Regions from separate parts of the Sus scrofa genome. Here region 2 is linked to region 1. A link is a contact called in public Hi-C data. All regions are on one chromosome and are shown on one strand. The core of a region is the stretch at or near the end of the contact, and the rest is flanking DNA. Distances in the headings are between cores, read along the strand shown. Region 1 holds the start of FKBP11 (peptidyl-prolyl cis-trans isomerase FKBP11). Region 2 holds the start of WNT10B (Wnt family member 10B).

Region 1 (6,753 bases), core at 2,714-5,213:
GGTGTTTTTTTTTGTTTGTTTTTTTTTTTTTGGCTGCCCTGTGGCATGTGGAGCTCCCAGGCCAGGATCACAGCTGAGCCACAGATGCAGCAATGCTGGATCCTCAAACCACTGTGCCGGGTTGGGGGTCAAACCCACATCCCAGCACTCCCAAGTTGCTGCTGATCCCATTGCGCCACAGTGGGAGCTCCAGGTCTTTCTTTTTAATGGTTTCTCAGTATTCCATAGTGTAATATTTACTCAAAACGTATTCGTCTAGAATCTGTTATGTGGAGGGTATTGTGCAGCTAGCACATAGGGGACTCCAGATAGGATCACAACCTCATCGTTGCCATCAGTGAGCTGGCTCTCTAGAGGAGAAGGGGAGCGAAGAGCAGGACACACACAAATAACCACAACACAAGGGAAAGTACAGTAAAGTCCCCAAGTGTTTGCCTGAGTTCAGAAATGCGAGAAGTCACTTCCAGCGAAGGGGATCAGGGCTTCACAAAGGAGGTGATCTTTGAACTTGGTTGGGAGGGAGCTTGACAAGTGAAGGAAGAGCCATGAGCTGCACAGAGGTGAAACACATGATGCAGGTTCATCTGATGACATAAGCAGGAAGGAGATATGATTCAATTTATAAATATTTATCGAGCATCTGTGTGTCAGACACCATATTAGTCAATGAGAATATAGAAATGAGAAAGATGAGGTTCTTGGGGCTTTCTTGGGGGGGGGTTGTGCCCATGGAATGCAGAAATTCCCAGGCTAGGGATCAAACCCAACCCCATGCCATAGCAGTGACCCTAACCACAGCAGTGACAATGCCAGATTCTTACCCCACTGAGCCACTGGGCAGCTCCTAAGAGGCTTTCATTTTAATGGAATCAAAGCCAAGTGTGGAAAGGCAGATAAAGAGCAAATTAAAGTTTTCCTTTGGCATATCAGGTAGTCTGAAGTTAATTCACTGGCCATGGTAGGCTTTTTAGTAGGTAGATAATGTGACTGAAGCTGAGCAGATAGCAGCAGTATACAGAATGGTCTAACGTAGGGAGAGGCTGAGGCTGAGTGGCTTATTACTCCTTTTTTTGTTTGTTTTAACAAGATAGAAGTTCATTTCTACTCAGTTAAAAGTTGTCTGGTGGGAGCCCTGACATGGCTCAGTGGTAACAAATCCGACTAGCATCCATGAGGACTTGAGTTCAATCCCTGGCCTTGCTCAGTGGGTTAAGGATCTGGCATTGCTGTGAGCTGTGGTGTAGGTCACAGACACAGCTCAGATCCTAAGTGGCTGTGGCTGTGGTGTAGGCCAGCAGCTGTAACTCTGATTTGACCTTTAGCCTGGGAACCTCCGTATTCCCGGGGTGTAGCCCTAAAAAAATAAATAAGGGTGTCCGGTGGTAGGCGATCCAGGAATGGTACGGTGGCTCTGTAGGCTCTACATTTAATCAGCCTCTGATGACCTTTTTTTTTTTTGTCTTTTTGCCATTTCTTGGGCTGCTCCTGCGGCATATGGGAGGTTCCCAGGCTAGGGTCTAATCGGAGCTGTAGCTGACCTACACCACAGCTCACGGCAACACCGGATCGTTAACCCACTGAGCAAGGCCAGGGATCGAACCCGCAACCTCATGGTTCCTAGTCGGATTCGTTAACCACTGCGCCACGACAGGAACTCCCTGATGACTTTTTTTTTTGTTCACCATATAAGTATGTAGCTTACATCCTTATGGTCACCTCATGGTCTGATATGGCTGCCAGAGTGTAATTCATCTCATCTACATTCCAGACAGCAGAAAGAAGGGAAGGAGACTGGGGGGAGGAAGTGGAGCATTGTGACCCACTTCTTAGCTAAATCAGCTCCCTTTAAGCAGCCTCCCTGGAAGTCCAGGACAATATTTCTAATACTTTGGTTTATGCCTTATTGGCCAGAATTTAGTCCTGTGGCCTTATCCAACTTTCACCTGGAAATATAGTTTTGTGTTTGATTTTTTTTTCCCCTTAAAAAAAATTTAAGAAGTTCTCTTGTGTACTAGGTGAAAGGTCTGGTGTTGTCACTGTAGCAGCTTGGGTCGCTGCTGTGGCACAGGTTTGATCCCTGGCCCAGGAACTTCCATGTGCCGTGGGCACGGCCCCCCCCCCAATTTTTTTTGAAGTACAGTTTGCATACACAGCCTTACACAGTCTGATAAGTTCTGTCAGGCATGTAACCCACATCCCTATGAAGGTATAGAGCATTCCATTACCCCCAGAAATTCCTTCCTGCTGAGGGTTTTTTTTTTTCCCCTTAAAAAAACAACCAAGAAGAGAGAAATAATGAAGGCTTAATCTGGGTGGTAGCCATGAGAATGGAAAGAAAGCTGGAGAGACTGTGGAGGGAGAATCCAAAGGAGGTGTGGGAGAAATGAGTCAGAGAGAGTGATGATAAAGGAGCCTCAAACAGAAGCAGGACCCTGGGATTGAAGTTGATTGTTGCAGGTGGGATGGGAGGAAAGAGAGGACTGAGTACAGTGTTATGTGTGTTGATTTGAGGTGCTAGTCAAACACCCAGCTGGAGCTCCCAGTACACACTTATGTCTAGAGTTCAGGAGGGCAGTCAGAGCTCAATGGCTTCACAGACCAGAGAGATGCTAACAAGGACAAAGACTAAAAAGTAACCCCAAACATGGTGACCGTGAGCTCTTTACTGACTTGAAGCGGCGTCCAGATGTCTGAGTGGCTTAAATCCTGCAGAAGGGGACTGCTAGGGTCACCCTTTTATTTATTTATTTATTTATCTATTTATTTATTTAGTCTTTTCTAGGGCCGCTCCTGCAGCACATGGAGGTTCCCAGGCTAGGGGTCTAATTGGAGCTGTTGCTGCCGGCCTATGCCACAGCCACAGCAAAGTGGGATCTGAGCTGCGTCTGCGACCTATACCATAGCTCACAGCAACGCCAGATCCTTGACCCACAGAGCAAGGCCAGGGATCGAACCCACAACCTCACTGTTCCTAGTTGGATTTGCTAACCACTGTGCCATGACGGGAACTGCAGGGTCACCCTTTCAAAAACCGAAGTCTGGAGTTACCTGGTGGTTCAGCAGGTTAAGGATCCAGTGTTGTCACTGCTGTGTCTCTGGTTACTGCTGTGGCACAGGCTCAGTCCCTGGCCTGGGAACTTCCGCATGCCACGGGCATGGCCAAAAATAAAAATAAATAAAAACTGAGGGGAGTTCCTGTTGTGGCTCAGTGGAAACAAATCCGACTAGTATCCATGAGGATGTGGGTTCAGTCCATGGCCTTGCTTAGTGGGTCAGGGATCTGGCATTGCCATGAGCTATGGTGTAGGTCGCAGATGCGGCTTGGATCCTGAGTTGCTGTGGTTGTGGCTGTGGTGTAGGCTGGCAGCTGCAGCTCCGATTCAACCCCTAGCCTGGGAACCTCCATTTGCTGTGGGTGCGGCCCTAAAAAGACTAAATAAATAACTAAAGACTGGGAGTTCCTCTGTGGCACAGCATGTTAAGGATCTGGTGTCTCTTTGGCAGCACAGGTTCGATCCCCCACCTGATGCAGTGAGTTAAGGATCTGGTGTTGCCACAGCTGTGGCGTAGGTGGCCGCTGCAGCTTGGATTTGATCCCTGGCTTGTGAACTTCCATATGCTGTGGGTACAGCTACAAAAGAAAAACTAAAAACTGAAGTCCTTGGACATATGCTAACGTGCTGTACTGCCCTCTTAACAAGTTTGTTGATGAAAGGAGGAAGGAGGAGTTCCCGTCGTGGCTCAGTGGGAATGAATCTGACTGGCATCCTGAGGACACAGCTTTGATCCCTGGCCTCGCTCAGTGGGATAAGGATCCAGCGTTGCTGTGAGCTGTGGTGTAGGTCACAGACACGGCTTGGATCTGGCATTGCTGTGGCATAGGCCAGTGGCTACAGCTCCAATTTGACCCCTAGCCTGGGAACCTCCATATGCTGAGGGTGTGGCCCTAAAAGGACAAAAAAGAAAGAAAAGAGAAAAGAAAAAGAAAAGAGGAAGGAACTGGAAACCTTGGAGGAAAAGATAGGAGCTGACCCCATCCTTCCACTATAATAGCCCTGTCCTCTCTTCAGTTCCCTTCTTGTGGGAGAAGGTGATGGGACAGCTACCTGCCTTATCTGACCTCCAAAAAATCAAGCCAAAGGGCTGGATGTGGGAGAGAGCTGCTACTTTTGACACCTACTGGGGTGGCCTGGGCCAGCCACTCCTGCCAGGGTAGGTGTGAGGAGACATACATCTTTAATAGGAAAGGACAGAGGGCAAACATGCTGGACTCGAGGATCCTGTGGTTTGAATTTTGTCTGCTGTTAATCACTTAGCTAGATGACCTTGGGCAAGTTACTTAACCTGAACACCCAGTTCCTCATCTTTAACATGGAAACAATTAGGCCTACCTTTCTAGATGGTTTAGAGGCTTACAGACAAGCGTTTGGAACACGATAGGTAATCGTAAATGGGTCTTAATTATGTGACCCAAGCCCCTCACTTTGAGACCAAACGGCTAACGGACAGGTTAGAATCTGCAACCTCCTGATCTTAGAGCGCAGAGGGAGCTCCCGCGGCCTCCTCCCCCCAGGAGGTGGGGACAAGGTGGAGGAAGGGCTGCAGGAGGAGGAGCTGGCGCGTCGCGACCCGCCCCGTCCCCCGTCCAGTCTGGCCTGGGCGCCGGAGGAACTGCCGCCCTCGCCGCTGCCACCACCAACCTGTCCTCGGTGCCCCGTGCCCTGTCCCCATCTAGTCATGACCCTGCGCCCCTCATTTCTGCCCCTCCGGCTGCTGCTGCTGCTGCTGCTCAGTGGGGCGATGTGCCGGGCTGAGGCTGGGTTCGAAACCGAAAGTCCCGTCCGGACCCTGCAAGTGGAGACCCTGGTGAGGAGTTAGTCCCGGGTGCCGCGGAGGTCGGGCTTCGTGGGGGAACTCCGAGGTCTAAACCAGCCTGGGAGCGGGGAGGCGGGGAAGTGCGGGGACTGACGGCGGCTACTGAGTCCAGGGGCAAGAATGGGCTCTTTGGAGGAGCCTCCGTGACTCCTGTAGTGCGGTCACAGGTGGAGCCCCCTGAACCGTGTGCTGAGCCGGCTGCCTTTGGAGACACGCTGCACATACACTACTCGGTGAGGGGCCTGGGGGCCGGGGCGGGGCCTTGGGGGGCGGCGCCCTGGTGAAACACGTCAGCGTTGGCTTGGACACGTGGCAAGCGGTTCAGGAGTAACTCAGGCTCTGGGGTCCTGCAGCACGTGGCGGGCGGGGGAGGGGCGCTCCTGTTCCCTAACCTTTTCCCCTTCCTGCTTTTACGCCAGTTCCTTCCCAGCCCTGAGAAATGAAGGGTGGAGAGATCTCCGAGAAGTGCCAGCCCTTTTGGGTCTTCCTGTTCCGTTCTGCCGGAGGGGAATGCTCGGCTGCTGCTGCAGGGGTGGGGGGTTGCCGCCCTGTTGTGTGTGTGCCCTGCTGGGAGCGGGAGGGGGAGGTACTAGGTGTGCGCTCTCCCCCCCCACCAGGGCAGCTTGGTAGATGGCCGCATCTTTGACACTTCTCTGAGCAGAGACCCTCTGGTTATAGAACTTGGTCAAAAGCAGGTGATACCAGGTATGTGAGATGTACCTCCTATCCCACTTCTTTCCAGCCTGAGTCCTGTCTTAGCTTCTTCAACCCGGTCAAACACCTTGCAAAGGCCCCCTGGAATAAGACCCCAGGGCTCCACTAGCCACCTCCTGAGATTCAAACCCCACTTCTAGTACTCCTCTTGCCCCATACCACACTGGAAGCCGGAGATCTGAGAAGTGGGGCGCTCAGTAGAGAATCAGGGGGAGCCTTTGGTCATCCTTTCCTGGGATTTGGGGAATTTAGGTAGTTTCCTGTTCAGTTGTGTCTTCTTCCTCAAGGTCTGGAGCAGAGCCTTCTAGACATGTGTGTGGGGTGAGTATCTGGGCAGGGGTGGGCTTGGGTACCCTCTGCATGGGTGGAGGCTGCCTCTGCTATCCCTGCTCCCAGAGGAGGCAGGAGAATGGGCTTCATCCTGGGCAGGTCCAGGTCATTGGGCTTCGAGGCTTTGGATAAAGAAAGCCTCAGGCCTTCTGGCTGTGGGTTTTGTTGATAGATTTGAGGCATCTGGGGGGATGGACACCTGAGCCGGTCAGCCTGTTTGGTGCTCAGGTGGGGAAGTCCATGTTTGGGTGTGACTATCCACAGGGTTTTGCTGGTGGGGCTTCAGATGGGTTGAGGCAGCTGGTCCCACCTGTTCCCACGCTACCTATGACTCACGTTCCTTCCCTCAGAGAGAAGCGAAGGGTAATCATCCCTTCTCATCTGGCCTATGGCAAACGGGGATTCCCGCCATCTATCCCAGGTAATCTGACCAGGCCTCTCTGAGGCAAAATACCTAGTCCCAGAGTTGCCTGGTGGCTCAGCGGGTTAAAAACCTGGTGTTGTCACTGCTGTGGCTCAGGTTGCTGCTGTGATGCGGGTTTGATCCCTGCCCTGGAACTTAGGCTAGCTGCAGGTGTAAAGCTATACCTTATGCACTTTGTCTGGAGCTTGAGAAGGTCTAAACCCAGCTTGCTGAAAGGCACCAGAGTGGCTGAGGCTTCCTTCGGCAGGCCCAGCCTTTTCTTCCTCAGATCACTGGCAGGGACTAGAGACATACCTGTTAAAGCCACCTGGCTTGCCCTTTGGCAACCAGTGACTTTTAGGGAGGAGACACCTGCTTGAGCCACTTTTAGGGAGGAGACACCTGCTTGAGCCGCCTGCTGCCAGTGCCAC
Region 2 (6,753 bases), core at 2,176-4,675, 38 kb before region 1:
AGCAATAGATGAGTCACCCGGGACCCCGGGCCAAGGCAAACACAGGGGGAGGAGGGGGAGGAGGTTCTCGAGGCTGCACTCAGCTTTAGCCTCCGCCTCAGTTGCTTGATCCCCCAATCTCCAGGGGCCCCCACTCTTTTCTTTGACCCCCACCCTATGGGGCCCCAGTGTTCCTCTCAGATTGCTCTCCCTACACCCTGCATCCTCATCATGGGAAGGTAGCCCCTACTCTTCCCGTTGAGGGGGAAGGGGGACCAGCTTGCTCCCATCCCCTCCCTGAAGTAATGACAGCCCCTCACTTTCCCCCTGCTGTCACGGCCCCAACCCTTGTCAAGGTCTCTCTGGTTCCCGCCCCTCCCCTTTCCTGGAGCTGGCCGCGTGCTTGGGGTATTAGGCAATGGGTGTGTACCCGCAGCCCTCTCCAGGCCCCGCCTGCCCCACCACCCTCCAGCCGCCTGTGGGTCAGCGCTCAAGTCCAGCCGGTCGGGCTGAGGGCACTGGGGGCCAGCTCAGGCCACCCAGTCTGCCTGCCTGTGGCCTCCTGTCTCAGAGTCGGGCTTCTTCAGGGAGAGGGAACAGGGGTATGGGGCCCTTGGGTTTGGGTCGGGCCAGCTTGGAGAGCTCTGGGGTCACTAGGAAGTTGGAATCTGTGGTGATAGTAGTTCTGACCCTGGCCCTTCCTTGACACCTGACTATATTGCAGCCTGACAAGGGTAGAATCAGAAGGAACAATCTGAGACCTGAGGGAGACCTCGAAGACACATGAGGAAGTACACATGTCCAAGAGGGCCCCGTGGGAGAAGAGGGGCCTAGGAAACCTCTTCCCCCTCCTCCAGGGACCTATGAAAAGTCCCAGGCTGATATGCAGGGAGAAGGACAAGGACACTGGTGAGAATCTCTGAATCCAGGTGTCAGGACAAAAGCTACTGAGATTGGGTGCAGATCCTGGTGGCCTCAAAAGCCACACTTGGTCTGCTTCTGGGTCCCAAAACAGGAAGGAAGGACAGGAGCTTTAGGATTCCTTCTTCCACTCCTCTCTCCCCTAGATGTGGGGAAGCTGTCCAGTGTCAGGAGCCATGGCCCTATCACCTCCCCAGCCTGCTTGAGGCTGGCACATTAAGGCGATGGATAAATATCCCTTTCAAATAAACAGATGAAAGTTACTAATCTCTCTCAGATGGCTTTGCCCTCTAGACTGCAGTGCCCCCTGCAGCACGGGGCAGGACCTGCAGCCACACACGCGGGAGGCCGGCTGCCCAGCAGAGCTGCATGGCCATTACCAAGGAAGAGATGACTGTGGCTGTGGGTTTCAGCGCCGTGGCTCTGCTTCCCTGGGGGGCCTGTCTCTGAGTCAACGTGCCAGCCTTGGGCGCGCGGGGCCAGTCGTGCCTTGGGTTGCGGTCTGGCAGGGGCGGGGGGGGGGCGGCTGGGAAGCCTGGGGCCCCTCTCTGGCAAAAATAGCCCACAGTGGTTAGAGCTGGGAGGGTGAGTCAGGCAGGAGTGCAGTGGCGCCTAACCCCTTCGCTGCCACTGGAGCTCCCTAAGGTGGTTTGCCTCTGTCTGCACAACTCAAGATCAGCCTCTTTCCCGGGCTGTCCTGCAGCTGGGCTCAGTTCGGGTGCCCAAGGCCCTCCTCATTCCAGGTGAAGCAAGTCTTCGAGTCAGGAGCCGCAATATGGGCCACCCAGAGTGCAGACCCAGGATCCTCAGAAGGGCAGGAGACCTCTGCTGGCAAGGATGCCTGTAAGCCAAGGGAAGCGTAAGGGCAGGCTGAAAATCCCTGGGGCTACCCGAGCTTCTGCCAGGGCCAAACTCTGAGACCAGAGCTGACCCCTCCCAAGGGGCAGGCATAGAGTTCGGAAGTGGGCGGAAGCCAAACCACCCAGAAGGGCGCTACTCCTGCCGGCTCCCATTGCCCTGCAGTGCGCTCTCCCGGAGGGCTCTCTACGCCTGACTGTCCAGCATCGGAAGTCCGTTCTCAGCTCCATCTTCATCTTGTCGAAGGCACCTTCCAGCCATCCAGCTATCAGTGGGGAAACTGCAGCCAGGAGAAATGACCACTTGGGACCAGGGTCCTGGCTCCCCAGTCTGGGTCACTGCACCCTCCTCCTTGCAGCCTTGGGGACCCCAGAGCAGGTGAGTGGAACGCCGGCCACCTCCCCCTTGAGTGGGGCCAAGCCTGAACCCAGGCGTCGGGGGAGAGGGTGTGTGTGTACGCTGGGAGGGGGAGCGGCTGGGCTCCCCGGGTCAAGGAGGGGGGAAGTGCGAGGCGAGGGGGTGGGGATGCCCCGGGCTCGGGGAGGGGCCGCAGCTCTGTCAGCCGCGGCAGAGCCGCCGGTGAGCTCGGCACGGGTAGAGCCGGAGCCCCCGGTTCTTTGCCTGCCCGCTCGCTAGCTTTCTCGATCACTCCGTCCCTTCCTCCCTCCCTTCCTCCCGGCGGCCGCGGCGGCGCTGGGGAAGCGGCGAAGAGGAGTGGCCCTGCCCTGGAAGAATGCGGCTCTGCCGAGGGGGCAGAACCCGACGCAGTCTCCCCACTGTTTGAACAGCCTGATCCCAGGCGACCCAACCGCGCCGGTGGCGGAGTCCGCGCCAGAGCAGCTGGAGGTAATCGGAACCGGGAGAGCAAGGAAGGCAGGGAGGCGCTGCACGGGGACGAGACAGGCACACTGGTAGTCAGACAGATAGACACGCATCCGCCCACAGGGGCACAGAGATGCAGAGAGAACCAGGGATATTGCCAGAGAGAAGGACACAGCAAATAAAGGAGTGGCCCCAGATTTGGAGGGCCCTGAACTGAGAGCAAAGGACTGGGCACTGAGACTGGGAACCTGGTCGGGACCAGATGGGCTATGCTAGGAGGAGGGAGACATGTAGTTAGGAAAGGTAGCGGACAAGAAAGGGACTCATCTTGTGCCACAGTCCCTTTCAGGAGGGAGCTAGCTCCCCTTCCTGCCTTTGTCACACCTGGAGCTTCCCCTCACTTCCTGCTGGGATGGAAGAGGGCAGAGCAGGGTGGGGAGCCCATACCTCCTCCCTTTTCAGAGAAGCCGCTGGCCCTGGAGGGCAGCTGGAGGCAACCCTCCCCCACCCTACCGGCTATGGGTGCTGGACCCCCTCCCAATGCTGCCCCTTAGCCCTGTGATCTCGTGAAGCTGTGTTGGGCCGGGGGAGGCCAGTCTTAGGACCCTTGGAAAGGGAATGGTGGGCAAGGTAATGGAGAGCTGTTGATGAGTCTATGCATCTCTTTGCAGGTGAGTGTGCGTCTGTGCCTGGCATTGTGTCTGGCTGGGTCAGGCTCCAGGGCACTGGCATAAGTCCCAGCTTCTGGGCCGGGACTCTTCCTCCAGGGCCCAGGTGCTCTGGAATCAAGAGGTGATCCTTATTGTTTTGCTTGGGGTGGGGATGAGAAGGGTCGGTGGGGTGGCCCTGGTGAGTGAGGAGCCCGAAGTTGGGCATCCTTCAGTTGCCCATGCAAGCCACCCTATTCCGGAGCCCTCCTTGTCTCCCTGTTCCGCAGGCCCTGATCGATCTGCCCAACCGGGGCCTTCGGGCCCGGGATTCGACATGCGGAAGGAGCCCGGGCCGCGGCCTCCGCCCTCGGGCCTCGCGGGTCTCCTGTTCCTGGCGTTGTGCAGTCGGTGAGCAGTTCCACGTGTCCCGGCCCACGAGAGGAAGCCCAGAGCTAGAGTCGGGGCGGGAGGAGTCAGAGAGGGCGCGAGGCCTGGACCCCAGACCCTGAAATGACTTCTCCGTCCGTCCCCAGGGCCCTAAGCAATGAGATTCTGGGCCTGAAGCTGCCCGGCGAGCCGCCGCTGACCGCCAACACCGTCTGCTTGACGCTGTCGGGCCTGAGCAAGCGGCAGTTAGGCCTGTGCCTGCGCAGCCCCGACGTGACGGCGTCTGCGCTTCAGGGCCTGCACATCGCCGTCCACGAGTGTCAGCACCAGCTGCGCGACCAGCGCTGGAACTGCTCCGCGCTCGAGGGCGGCGGCCGCCTGCCGCACCACAGCGCCATCCTCAAGCGCGGTGAGCCTGAGCGGGCGGGTCCGCGCCGCCGCCGGGGCTGGGGGGCGGGGGGCAGGCCGAGGCGAGCGGAGGCGGGAAGGGACGAGCTCGCGACTCCGGGAGGGGCATCTCCGGGAATTCCCCCCGCAGCCGCGCGGAGCTGGGTCTGGCCGCCCGTCTGGGGCCCCAGCGCTTCTGCCTTCCACCTGCGCGCTGCCGGCAAGGCAGCCGAGTCCCCGCTCCCCTACCCCAGGGCCCCCCTTTCCTGCCTCAGCCCGGCTCGGCTCGATCTGGGCTACACCTGTGAGCAAGAGATGCCCCCAGCCCTGGAAGCTTCAGATGCCCCCCTTCCCTCCCCCAATTTTCTGCCCCTCCCTCTCCAAGGAACAAGCCCAGGCTGGTGTCCCCAGAGCCTCAGCGGGGGTGGGGTGACGCCCCCAACCGTTTAAGGGTTAAACCTACTCGCCTAATTACTGGGGTTCCCAGGAGCAGAAGCTGGGAACAAAGACCCTGATGGCTTTGAAGCCGGGGAGCATCCCCCTCCTCTGTGCTGTGGGGGCCCCAGGTGGCTCTCACCTGAGCAGGTGAGGAAGGGCTGGAAGGGTGGAGAACAGGTCACTGCGGATCCGGGAGGGGAGGCTTGTCTGGGGGCCGGGTCTAGGAGGCGTCCCTGTCTCTTGGTAGGCCATGCCTGTGTTTACTCCCAAGAGGCATAAACACCCATCTCAGGCTCAGCTCAAAGGTGGGGGCAATACTTTGGGGACTACGGGGTTAATAGGCAGCTGCCATCTGCGGGGGAATTCCCAAGACTTGTGCAAACAGCTTCACCCCTGGAGGGCTGGGGTTGGGGGATCAGGAGGCTGGGCCAGGAGCCCTGCATCCTGGGATGGGAGAGGCCTGGCCCCTCAGGAGGTGCTGTCTCTCGTCCTCTCAGGGCTCCAGAAAGCCCCTGCCTAAAAGGAAGTGAGCGACACCGCCCCCCTTCTCCAGAGGGCCTGGTGTAGGGGAAGGCTTTGATGCCCAAATGAGAAGCATGACTATCTAAGCCTGGGAAAGACTTGTCATCCTGAGCCTCTGTGACCCCCAAAGCAAAACAAAGAAGCCAACATTTTAAGAGGGCCTTAGGGAGAATCACCCGCACCTCTCTCTCCCTCCCAGCGTTTTATAGAGTAATAGCAGGTTAGGATAAACATGAAGGGCAGTCGTAACGGGCAAATATAAAACCAGAAACTGGAAAGAGGAAGCACAGCTCCAGCGCTTTTGGGATGTTGGGTAGGTGGGTTAAAAGACTGATTAAAATAATCTTGAATTACAACAAAACAAAACAAGACAAAACGCAAAACCAAAGGCCTCTGCTTCCACCCCACCTGCAGAGCTGGGGGATTTCTAAAGCTTTCAGATGTAGAACTCAGTGAACACATCTTCAAAGACCTCAGGGACTCTCTCTCTTAGTCATCTCCCAACCCCAGGGGTCTTTTCCTCTAGACTAGCTCTTTTATCTACATCTGGAAATCCCAGACTTAAAGAGGGATCATCTCAGCCCATCGCTCCCTTCCTAGATGAGGAAACTGAGGCTCTGTGCATTTGGTTCCCTTTCTTCTCCTTTAACTTGCTCCCGAAGTACTCAGCAGGGTCGGGAGTCAGGCTTTTCTGGAATTGGAGGGTGGCTGTATAATACTTTTGACCTCCTTACTGTCCAGGCTCCAGGGCGTTCCCCTACCATCACCTCCTTTTCATCCCCAGGTTTCCGAGAGAGCGCTTTTTCCTTCTCCATGCTGGCTGCTGGGGTCATGCACGCGGTAGCCACCGCCTGCAGCCTGGGCAAGCTGGTGAGCTGCGGCTGCGGCTGGAAGGGCAGTGGTGAGCAGGATCGGCTGAGGGCCAAACTGCTACAGCTGCAGGCACTGTCCCGAGGCAAGAGTTTTCCCCACTCCCTGCCCAGCCCAGGCCCTGGCTCAAGCCCCAGCCCCGGCCCCCAGGACACGTGGGAATGGGGTGGCTGTAACCATGACATGGACTTTGGAGAGAAGTTCTCTCGGGATTTCTTGGATTCCAGGGAAGCTCCCCGGGACATCCAGGCACGAATGCGAATCCACAACAACAGGGTGGGGCGTCAGGTATGTGTGTGTGACTTGTCCTGGGTCCCCCTAGCTTTTGAGGCCTGGCCAGATTTGGGGAGGCACAGCAGAGTAAAAGGATGAGATGGGGTGGGTGATTGTCACTCACCAGCTCGGTGGCCTGGAGCAGAGCAAGTCACTTAACCTCAGTTTTGCATCTGTGAAAAGTTTAATGATACCTACTTTACAATGTCGTTAAGAATGAGCTAGGTCTTCTGAGACGGCCCACACTTTGTCAATCTCTCAGTAAATCTACTTATCATAAATAAATAAGTAAATAATACATAAATAAAATGGGTGTGCCAGCAAATAGAGCACCCGGCATAGTGCCTAGTCCTTGGCAGGTTTTCATTACGTGGCAGCTTTTTTTTTTCCGTTTAATTTATTTTTTTATTTTTTAGGGGTGTACCTGCGGCATGTGGAGGTTCCCAGGCTAGGGGTGGAATTGGAGCTGTAGCCGCTGGCCTATGCCACAGCCATAGCGACTCGGGATCCGAGCCACATCTGTGACCTACACCACAGCTCATGGCAACACCCAATCTTTAACCCACTGAGGGAGGCCAAGGATTGAACTCACATCCTCATGGATCCTAGTTGGGTTCGTTAACTGCTGAGTTCGTTAACTGCTGAG

Evidence for each region. A called contact is a pair of places that touch in the nucleus more often than the background predicts.
Region 2: a Hi-C map of skeletal muscle shows a contact between it and region 1, with 3 times the contacts expected there. The contact joins the promoter of WNT10B here to the promoter of FKBP11 in region 1. A contact is called at or near these places in 2 of 5 promoter capture datasets (fetal liver and liver), 16 of 47 Hi-C or Micro-C datasets (adipose tissue, alveolar macrophages, blood and 9 more) and 2 of 2 datasets of contacts at active chromatin or transcription factors (alveolar macrophages and skeletal muscle).

The regions. Positions count from the first base shown.
Region 1 is chr5:14,961,441-14,968,193 of Sscrofa11.1, reverse strand. FKBP11 (peptidyl-prolyl cis-trans isomerase FKBP11) reads left to right here and starts at 3,963. Exons shown (of 6, transcript XM_003126097.4): 1 at 3,963-4,866; 2 at 5,043-5,108; 3 at 5,493-5,580; 4 at 5,877-5,910; 5 at 6,270-6,340. The coding sequence starts at 4,738.
Region 2 is chr5:14,999,115-15,005,867 of Sscrofa11.1, reverse strand. It overlaps WNT10B (Wnt family member 10B), which reads left to right and starts at 3,425. Exons shown (of 4, transcript NM_001287016.1): 1 at 3,425-3,638; 2 at 3,764-4,026; 3 at 5,749-6,122. The coding sequence starts at 3,565.